Linked DNA regions of Macaca mulatta: region 1 is linked to region 2. Evidence: chromatin contacts called from public Hi-C data. All regions are on one chromosome and are shown on one strand. The core of a region is the stretch at or near the end of the contact, and the rest is flanking DNA. Distances in the headings are between cores, read along the strand shown. Region 1 holds the start of TAOK3 (TAO kinase 3). Region 2 overlaps KSR2 (kinase suppressor of ras 2).

Region 1 (5,289 bases), core at 2,173-4,672, 520 kb before region 2:
CTCTAGAGTCAGGCAAATCTACGGGCAGGCCCAGCAGCCATCAGGACCCCGAGGCTCGCAGGCGACATCCGGAAACAGCCGCCAGGCGGCGCCTGGAGCTAGAACTAAAGCAGGGATCGTTAGCGACCTAGGGGCGGAGGGTTTGAAGGGCCCTTGGCAGGTGGAGGTGGTCTCTAATCTAAGCAGGGGAACCACGCGAACTGCCCCCTTGTTAGGTCTGAAAACCTAGACATCCAGAGTGTGCGTGATCATGCAGCCTGGCTCCTCCTGTGACTACTTAGAGCTTTATTAAGAGCTAAAAGACAAGGATGCTGATATTCCATCCTGGGGACAGCAAAACAGTATTTTCCCAGCCCTTAGGAATCCTTTCTATTTGTGTAAGGTTTATTCGATAAGATGTTCCCCCGGTTTTACAAACGAGAAACGAGCTGTCGTTTGCCTAAAAAAAAATAGCAACGTCCAGTCTGATTTTTTAGACTCGGAGACCCAGGCCTTCCGCGGTACAGCTGTCTTGAATATTAATTTTTTCAAAGGTGCTTTTGCCTAATCCAACAGCTTGCTCTGAGCTCTCAACTGAAGAAGGGGAGAATTTGCCTACCAGAAGTTATTTGGCTAAGCAAGACCTACGTGGAAGCTTAAAAACCAGGAGAGCTGAGTATCTGCAAGAATTAATTTGTGGGATTCCCTCTGAGTAAAAGAGGGACACGGTGTTACAAGTTTTGCTCAAAGAATAGATTTAAGGTGTCCCTTTAGCTAAGAGCAGTGTGGTCTAGTTGTGTGTAGCGAGAAAAAAGGATAAGGTTTTTAATGGTTTGTCCAAAGTAGCCCCACTTTCATGTTCCACCCGAGTCTCCGTAGGAAACGCAACCAGTAGTGAAAACACATGTGAAAACCAGGGTGGAACCGAATATTCCCATTCTCAGACCTTTTGTGATCAAATTTCTCTCTGAATTGGCCCCCATGGACTCTTCTAAAAAATGAAACATTATTCCCATCCCATTTATTTTGACATTTATTTACTACCTTGTTTTAATTAAAATCTTGGCTCTATTTGTAAGGGATTTTTTGTCCCAACAAAACTAAAGAATTTCCAGAATGGAATGCTAAGATGTCTTTCCAGGAGTTCCGAGATCTTCTGAAGCGCCTTCTAAATAAGAATCATTCTCAGATCTCACCAGGTCTGCCATCTATATTTAAACTAGGATTTCGGAACTGTCTCGTGTCCAAAAGATGAAGTCATTTTCTTTTTTTGTGCTGTTGGAGCACATCTAAATTATTTGCAATCAACTATATTGAGTAACTTGCGTTCCTATCAGTAGCAATAATCATAGTGCAGAAAAAGCAAAGATTTTAGAAATCAACAGTTCATTGATACAATGAATTTTTAAGTTTATTTCGTTGCTAAATGGTTTCCTTTCAAGACGCTGAGATTTTTATCATGCTTATGTTTTACTGCTATCTTGACTGCAAACAGCATCTGTAAATGGTCATGCATTTCTTTTTTATATGTAATGAACAGACACAACTGAGCACTTGGGTGATGAAAACTTACCCCATTTTTTCTACCCAGATTGCCAGCTGCAGAACTAAAAAATGCTCGTAAGTGAAGGTGGACCTACTCAAAAAAATTATGTTGTGGCTTTAGTCTTACCCAACCTTTAGATTTATTTAATATGATTTTGGACAGTCGCTAATCTCCTGTAAAAACCAAGTTTCCTCAAAACCAAGTTTTACCACCTTGAAATCTTTTTCTGTATGCCTTCTCACAATGGTACTCAGACACCGCTCAGCAACTCGACTTGACTTGAAGTGAAGTGCTGCCAGCCCCATTTCCACAACTTCTTTGCTTCCAGGCCTTCTCTGCCTACCCTAACACTGAAACTGAAACTTTAAAAGGGGACATCACAATTGGAATGGAGTATGATTTTTTTTTTTTTTTTTTGAAACGGAGTTTTGCTCTTTTGCCCAGGCTGGAGTGAAGTGGCATGATCTCGACTCACTGCAACCTCCACCTCCTGGGTTCAAGCGATTCTCCTGCCTCAGCCTTTCGAGTAGCTGGGATTACAGGCGTGTACCACCACGCCCCACTAATTTTTGTAATTTTAGTAGAGACGGGATTTCACCATGTTGGCCAGGCTGGTCTGGAACTCTTGACCTCAGGTGATGAATGGAGTATGATTCTTAAACACTAGAAGAAACATGTATACTGTTTAGAACACAAACACATTTTGTCAGCTGGAGTTAAAAAGTTAACAATCGAGGGTTCTCTGAGAACTAAGGCCCTGTGTACATCTGACAAAACTGAGGATCAAAATGTGTTCCTGAAACGAAACAATTTCTTCATCAAATGCTAAATTCTAAAGTCCATAAACTTACTTAGGGTATTAAGAGTAAGGAAAGCAGTTTTCTGTTTCCGGTGTTGATTTGATCAGCATATCCAGTTTCACAAAAATAACACAAATGGGTCTTAGTAGCATGATGCACTTTCACCCCTGGCAGGCACTATCCTTTAGCGTGGATCAAGAGGACTCTCTGATTATCACATATTACACTTGGGTCAAAGCTCGTTATCCTTTGGCCCCTCGTTCACATAAAATCATTAAAACCTGTGGCCCTGGAAAAAGGTTACACTGAATAAGTTTGCTGAAACCTTGTTAAGCTAATAATAGGGTTCCCCTACCAGTCTTTCTACTGTCATAAAAACCTACAAACTGAAAATTTCTAAAGCTTTGTTCTTGCACCCATCAAAATGTGCCCTGCATTGAACGCTTAGTTGGGCAAAGTATGCACCAAGTACTGTGTAGAGATTTTTTTTCCCCCAACGGTACCAAACTGACGGCTGCTGAACTCAATGCAAGGAGAAGCAATTCCCTTGCAAGAGATTTTAAAAAGAAATGGTTTAAATCCAGGAAATTTTTACAAATCCTGGGCAAATAAATGCTATATTAGTTCATGGCAGAATTACTAAGAAAGCTGTGCAAGGTCTAGCGAGGGACTGGGGTCCTCCCCAAAGGCTTTAACATGGTGGTCCCTGGGAATCTCCCAAGAAAAGTAAAGGCGTGGGGAGAAGCGCCATGAACTTTGACCCGAGAGCAGCACAAACAAGACTGACCGCACCCCAGGCGGGCCCGTGGGTTACTAAAGTTGCAAGGTCTTCCGCGTCTGAGGAGACCCCGCCCTGCCCTGTCCCGCCCACCGACAACTCCGCCAATCCTCGGGCTCCATCGACCTCTCGGCTTCCCAGGCTCTATCAATCAAATACCTATATACGGCCCCGGCCCTGTGCCCCGCGATCAGGGAAGGTCAGTAGATTGCCTATTGGAGCCCACTGGGGGCGTGGTCCGGGGGTAGGGGGCGGGCGGACTAAGACGGTGGGGCGGGGCGTGCTCGGCGCAGTCGGGTGCGATTGGCCACCCCTGGCAGGAGCCGCACCTCGGACAGCAGCAGCGGCGGCCGCGGGAGGGTCCGTGTGGCGCCGGGCGGCGGGGTCCTGCGTGTAGAGTGGGGCGCAACGCGGAGATCGCGAGCAGAGGCTCTGCACAGCCTGATCCGGCACTCGGCGACCGGACCCAAGGATCCGCCGAGGAACAAGCCACAGGAGAGCGACTCAGGAACAAGTGTGGGAGAGGAAGCGGCGGCGGCGGCGCCGGGCCCGGGGGTGGTGACAGCAGGTCTGAGGTGAGAGCACCGGGGCGCCGGGCGGTGACAGTGGGAGCCGAGGCGGCGGGACCCCAGGCGGAGTGAGGGCGCGGGGGACTCGAGTGAGGGGAGTTCGGGAGCGGGCTCGACAGTGCAGACTGTGGAGAGGAGACCCCGGGAGGGACCGGGACTGCGAGTGAGGAGAGAGGACTCCGAGAGGTACCGAGGCAGTGGCTCTGAGTGGCGAGGACTCCGAGAGGATCCAAGACTGAAAGTCTGAGGGGAGAGGTCCCCAAGAGGGGCCGGAACAGTGCGCGTGAGAGGAGGGGACCCGGAGAGGGGCTGGGGTAGCGGGGTGAGGCACTAGGATAGGGGAATGAGGGGAGGGGTCCCCCGAGGGACCAGGTCCCGGAAAGGGTCCGGGACAACCGGGAGAGGGGAAGGGTCCTCGAGAGGAGCCGGCACTGAGAGTCTGAGAGATGGGGACCCCGAGAGGGGCTGGGACAGCACTCGGGGAGAGGAGACCCTGAGTTGAGGGGAGGGGACCCAGAGAGGAGCCGGGACAGAGTGAAGAGAGGGGACCGATCAGGGGATGTGAAGACAGGGGACCCCCCCAAGAAGGCTTAGAACAGAGTGTGAGAAGACCCCAGGAAAGGCCAGGACAGCGGGAGAAGAGGAGGGGTCCCGGAGAGGGGCTGGGCTGGGACAGCGGAGCTGAGAGCAGGACACCCCGAGAGAGGCAGGGACAGCGGGTGTGAGCAGGGAGACCCCGAGAGGGGCCAGGACGGCGGGGTAAGAGGAGGGGACCCCCAGAGGGCACGGGACAGCGCATGCGAGCGTGGGACCCCGAGAGGGGCTTTGAGCGTCGGTTGCAGGCGCGGACCCCGAGGGAGGAGCGGTGAGCCAGGGCTGTGGGTCGGGCCCCCAGTCAGCACAGCGGGGGCCCGGCGTGAGCAGCGAGGGAGCGGGCGGGGGGTCGCGCTCGCTAAGTTGCGGGAGCCCCCCAGGAACGGCCGCGGCGGGGAGCCTGGGTCGCGGTCGCGGCGTCGAGCGAGTAGGAGCCGGCGGCAGCGCAGACGAGTGGAGCGGGGAGGTGCTCCCAGGGTCTGGCATCAGCGACCTCCCTGAGGGTGAAGAGTGAGCCCCCTGGACTCCGGGGGGACTCTGGAGCCAGATTATGTAAGGGAAACATCTGCGAAGTGGAATGCACGGGCTGGAGGAGCTGGAGGGGCTGGTGGGGCTGGCCGCAGGACAAAGATCTTGGAATGATCAAGAGACCTGCGCCGCCTTACCTCTTCTCACTGACCCGCTGGCTTCGCATTCGTTCCTTAGAGTTTGATGTGATGCCTTGAAAGCGAGGGGCTTCCTGATCTTAATGAAAAGGTCAGGTGAAAAGTTGGAAGGGGCTTCTTCAAACCTCCCCCACTTTCCCCACCGCAAGAAGTTGAAAGGGACAGGGATCCTTTTGGAGACCCGTGTTTTAGATGAATGAGAATGTTTCTTTGATAGACCACTGTGTTTTCCTGGACTACTGGTTTTTCATTTTAGCTCAAGGAGCTAAGAAACTTTTTCAGATTTGGCAGCATATCAGTATCAATGTTTATTTACAATGCAGATTTAAAGGAACTATACTAGTTTTGGAATCCGGAC
Region 2 (5,183 bases), core at 924-3,423:
TGGGTACCCACCCTGCAAGCTGATATTTCTCTGTCCAGCTTGGCCCCTGGTGAATGATTAAGAGGAGGCAGGTAGTGTGTGTGTTATGCGGGGTGGTGACCAGTGGGAGGGAATTTAGGCGGATTGGCTTTGCCCCGCAAAAGCCAGCCCCGGATGAAAGCGTGCGCTGTTACTGATTTACTTTTCACGAAGGGCTCTTTGGTTCCAAAAAGGCTGGGAGTGATTAGTGCAGGTTAAGTTTGCCTGAATTCTTATTTTGCCTCTTGCTTCTCTTCCTTCTTTTTGGGGTTCTTGGTCTTGCATATCCGACTCAAAGCTGCCCTCTCCACATCTCAGCCCCTCAAGACTCATTCATGTAATCAGATCACCCAATGGGAACTGTGATATTTACAACAAATAAAGAACCCATCTCTCATAGGGCTGGGCGGCAAAGCCCCATGCAGTGGTTCTGAACTCTGCCTCTGTCTGAGCTATCTGGGGACCTTGTTGAAAAGAAAAGAGAAGCCCCTGTCCCCAGGAGTGCCTGATTCTGTAGGCTTGGGTTGGGGCTGAAGCTGGGGCTCAGCATGTGTATTTTTAACAAGCTCCCCAGGTGATCTTGCTACAAGCTCAAGTTTAACACCTTTGAACTGTGCTATGGAAATAAGGAAGGGGACAGGCTTGGGGGCAGCCTCCCTCCTTGTGTTTTATCTTTGTGACCTTAGGCAAGTTCCGTTGTTACTCTGTGCTGCTTTTTCTCATCTCTGAAATGGGAATAATATGGTTGGTTCTTAGCCCTTAGGGTGCGTATGACAGATAATATTCATAAAGCACTTAGCACATAGTAAGTGCTCAATAAGACTTAGCTATGTTTGTGATTATGAATATATTGTATAATAATTCATCAGTAACAGCATTATTAACACAAAGCAGTAGGCACAGGGCTAGCATATAAAAACAATCAACAAATGTCAGTTTTATTATTATAAATATATAATACAGGTTGAGCATCCCTAATCCAAAATTTAAAATCTAAAATGTTCTGTAATTGGAAACTTTTTTTTGAGATGGAGTCTTGCTCTGTCGCCCAGGCTGGAGTACAGTGGTATGATCTTGGCTCACTCCAACCTCCCCCTCCCGAGCTCAAGCCATTCTCCTGCCTCAGTGTCCCAAGTAGCTGGGATTACAGGCACCCACCACCATGCTCCGCTAATTTTTGTATTTTTAGTAGAGACGGGGTTTCACCATGTTGACCAGGCTGGTCTTGAACTCCTGACCTCAAGTGATCCACCTGTCTTGGCCTCCCAATAATCGGAAACTTTTGAGCACTGGCATGACATCACAAGTGGAAAATTCCACACATAAATCTTAACACTAACTCTGTAATGCAACACATTAAAAATATTGTACAAAATTACTTCCAGGCTATGTGTATAAGGTATATATGAAACATAATTGAATTTTGTGTTTAAATTTGGGTACCATCCCCAAGATATCTCATGATGTATAATGCAAAGATTTCAAAACCTGAAAAAAATCTAAAATCTGAAACATGTCTGCTCCCAAGTGTTTCGGATAAGGGATACTCAACCTGTATATGTTGCATAATATAAATATTGTTATATTTCAAATTATATTATGTATTACATATGAATTATCATGTGTGGGGGATGTATGCCTACACCTATGATGACATCAGACAATATACATGTAGAGTATAAATATTGACATAATGTATTATTGTGTAAATGTTAAAATTATAAGTATCGTGTAAGGAAGTTATTACTACTGGACCTGCTGTCTAGTAAGTGCTCATTAAATATATTAACCCTTTTTTTCTATTGTTTGTAATATTCACTAGCAGTAATAACATAGAGAAAAGGAAAAACCATCAGCAATAGTGAGGCAGCGGACAGGGGGCTCTTCCTTCCTGCAGAGGCAGCTGCCTGTGTTCCAGCATTCACAGGGGACTGCCCCAGACTGTTGGGTTCCTCTGCCTGGCCTAGGGATCTGGTTCTCACTGGGATCCAGAGCTGGGGAGAGAAGGAAGGGCGCCTCTCCCAGGCCTCCAGCCCTCCCTCAGCAGGGGATTTTCCTGTGGATGCAAATTGGCCGGTTACTTGAGACGTTCTCCAGTCAAATAATTCTCTCCCTCGTCAGCTGGGCCGCTAAGCGCCAGGGATGTTATGACAATGGTCGCCCTGGCAACGGCGGGAAGGCGTCGGGGCTGCCGGCTGTGGCTGCCGCGATTTCATTACCCGCATGGGGTCTGATCACCCGAGAACCTTAATAACACAACCAGGGACCCGGTCCTGCAGGTGCTCTGTGCCCGCTTGAAAAGGACTTGGGATTCATTTTTAGTGGCCTGGTGTTTAACCACCAAGGATGTTGGTTTATTGAAAGACCAAGGAAAATGTATTGAGCACCGACTGTATGCCAGGCACAGATCTGAACGCTGGGGAAAAGACAGGCAAAGCCCGTGCTCTCTTGAGCTGACATGATGGGTGTGTGGTGGTGGTGGTGGTGGGGGGGGGTGCGTAACCATGGAAACCAATAAACAGGATGATTTGTGAGATAGCGAAGTGCCACCAAGGAAAGAAAGCAGGGCGGCGTGACGGTGGCATTGAGGGGGGCTCGGGCAGAGGTGACACCTGAAGAAACGGAAAGGGTCGTTTATGCCTAAAGCTGACAGAAGAGCTCCGGACGGTGGGACAAGCAAGTTCAAAGGCTGGAACTCTTTGCTGCTCATCTGTACCTTTAGGGAGAAGGTAGCGATTATGGGGTGCTGATGGGCAGTCCTGAGGGACACAGAGGGCTCTGGAGCCTGCCTCTTTATGTGTGTGACCATAAGGCCAGCCCTGTCCCATTCCTGAGCCGCAGTTTTCTCGTGTGTAAAATGGGCTGAGAGCTAAGCCCCTTCCCTTGGCGCTGCTGCGAGGTCTACACCAGGGATGGTTCTTGCAAGGGCCCGGTCCGTAGAAGGCCCCCACGGTGTCCTGCATTCCCTCCCAGCTTTCATGGACTCCGCTTTTGTTTTATATATATGTAAAAAAAATAGCACCTAAAGGGTGAGGATCTGGGGCTCTGTCAAACCCAACGGCCAGTACGTTCCCGGAGGTCTCCAGGTTTGATCTGGGTTTAGATTTGGAGTGAAAAGTTCCCCGTTTCACATTAGGGATTTCAGACACGATTATTTTTAGCTCTGTCACATGGCTTGACTTTTTGATTTTGTGTGTGTGTGTGTATGTGTGTGTGTGTGTGTGTTTATGCTGCTAAATTTACCGCCATGCTAATACAGAGTACAGTAATAAGGCGCTGCGGACGCTCCGATGGGCCAAGGCCTGAAAAATTTTCCATCTGTCGTGGAAGGTGCCAGGCTGCCCCCTGGTGTGGAGATGGAAAATTACACCTTCGGGCTCCAGCTCTGTCGGATTTCCGCAACCTGTGATCCCTCTAACCCCAGGCCCAGGGAACCTTAGCCTACACCTGGGCAGTGCAGAGTCAGACGGTGGGCTTGGCTTGGGTGTGCTATTTCCAAGAGTCCTGTGTTTCTTTATTTGAAGATGGAACCTTTGTTTTTTTTCTTCAGTTCGGCTCTGCATGGACTTGAATTGAGGTCGACCTAAAAATCAATTAGGCCGCCTGGCAGGGTGAAGCCATACAAAGGCCCTTTTCTAATTGTGCTTCTCAACCGTTGATGCTCTGTTTCAGCAGAGAATTGTGAAGAGGGCACGGCACTGGGAACTAGAGGTCCTGAGTTCAAATCACGACCCTGATACTGCTTTATCTCTGTGATCACGGGCACGATTCCAGCAATTCCAAGGCCTGGTTTCCCCATCTATAGAATGATATTCACAATCGGGCCAGGTACAGTGGCTCATGCCTGTAATTCTAGCACTTTAGGAGACCAAGGCAGGAGGATTGCTTGAGGTCAGGAGTTTGAGGCCAGCCTGGGCAACATAGCAAGACCCCACCTCTACAAAAAATGAAAAAATTAGCTGGGCATGGTGACACACGCTTGTAGTCCTAGGTGCTTGGGAAGCTGAGGTGGGAGGATTGCCTGAGTTCAGGAGGTTGATGCTGCAGTGAGCTACGACTGTGCCACTGCACTCCAGCCTGGACAACAGAGAGAGACCCTGTCTCAAAACAAGTTGAAAAAAAAAATCTACTCACTCAGGATTGTCATGATACATGAACCATTCTGGAAAATAATTTATTTAGAGATGTTGGTAGATTAAGATGAATACATGGAAATTCACCAAGTAGAAGAGTCAGTGCCTTTCCCACCTTCTGTGGTGAAGAATCAGCTTTATCTTTTCTGACATTTTGCAGCCAATACTTTTCTGAAATAGAATAAAGAGGATTTATGAGGGAAATGAAATGGAGAAAACCCCAAACAACATCCAGTGCTCACTTTGAAAAAATTAGATTGAACAGACATAAGATGACTCCATCAGATAGCTATAAAAGTATCTAAAGGCTCTCTCTTGATTTCTGTACTTATCCAAAGGTATAGAAAAGGCACCTGTCTTCAAGTCCTGCCTGAAATAGCCCACCTTAAAGGCAGGGGTAGTGTGTAGGTGATTTTTGTATCCCTTGCTGTCTGTATTTTGAAAGCACCTCAGCCAGGCGCCGTGGCTCATGCCTGTAATCCCAGCACCTTGGGAGGCCAAGGCAGGTGGATCATTTGAGGTCAGGAGTACCAGACCAGTCTGGCCAACATAGTGAAACCCCATCTCTACTAAAAATACAAAAATTAGCTGGGCGTGGTGGCATGCATCTGAAATCCTAGCTGCTGGAGAAGCTGAGACACGAAAATTGCTTGAACCCAGGAGGCGGAGGTTGCAGTGAGCCGAGGTCATGCTACTGCACTCTAGCCTGGGCAACAGTGAGACTCTGTCTCAAAAAAAAAAAAAAGCACCATGAACATCTTTAAATGAATGAATGAGGCCTCACTTCTCTTAGAATAAATGTGGAGCTCCCATTATTGTTATCCTATGTTATGGAACATGGCTTTTTTTTTTTTTTCTTTTTTTCTTTTGAGACAGAATCTCGCTCTGGTGCCCAAGCTGGAGTGCAGTGGCACAGTCTCGGCTCACTGCAACCTCTGCCTCCCAGGTTCAAGCGATTCTCCTGTCTCAGCCTCTGGAGTAGCTGGGGTACAGGCATGCGCCACCACGCCCTGCTAATTTTTGTATTTTTAG

The links. A called contact is a pair of places that touch in the nucleus more often than the background predicts.
Region 1: a contact with region 2 is called in a Hi-C map of fetal cortex germinal zone, with 6 times the contacts expected there. The contact joins the promoter of TAOK3 here to the enhancer-like site in region 2. A contact is called at or near these places in 2 of 14 Hi-C or Micro-C datasets (fetal cortex germinal zone and fetal cortical plate).

Annotation. Positions count from the first base shown.
Region 1 is chr11:125,661,795-125,667,083 of T2T-MMU8v2.0, reverse strand. TAOK3 (TAO kinase 3) reads left to right here and starts at 3,422. Exons shown (of 20, transcript XM_077955353.1): 1 at 3,422-3,678.
Region 2 is chr11:125,142,226-125,147,408 of T2T-MMU8v2.0, reverse strand. The region is part of intron 1 of KSR2 (kinase suppressor of ras 2); the gene reads left to right. Among named protein-coding and RNA genes, the nearest start is that of KSR2, 94 kb to the left of the region's middle. Within about 2 kb of position 2,173, at least 13 of the 40 cell types and tissues checked have an H3K27ac peak or open chromatin away from gene starts, as enhancers often do. A contact at or near this core is called in fetal cortex germinal zone and fetal cortical plate, where this site is marked.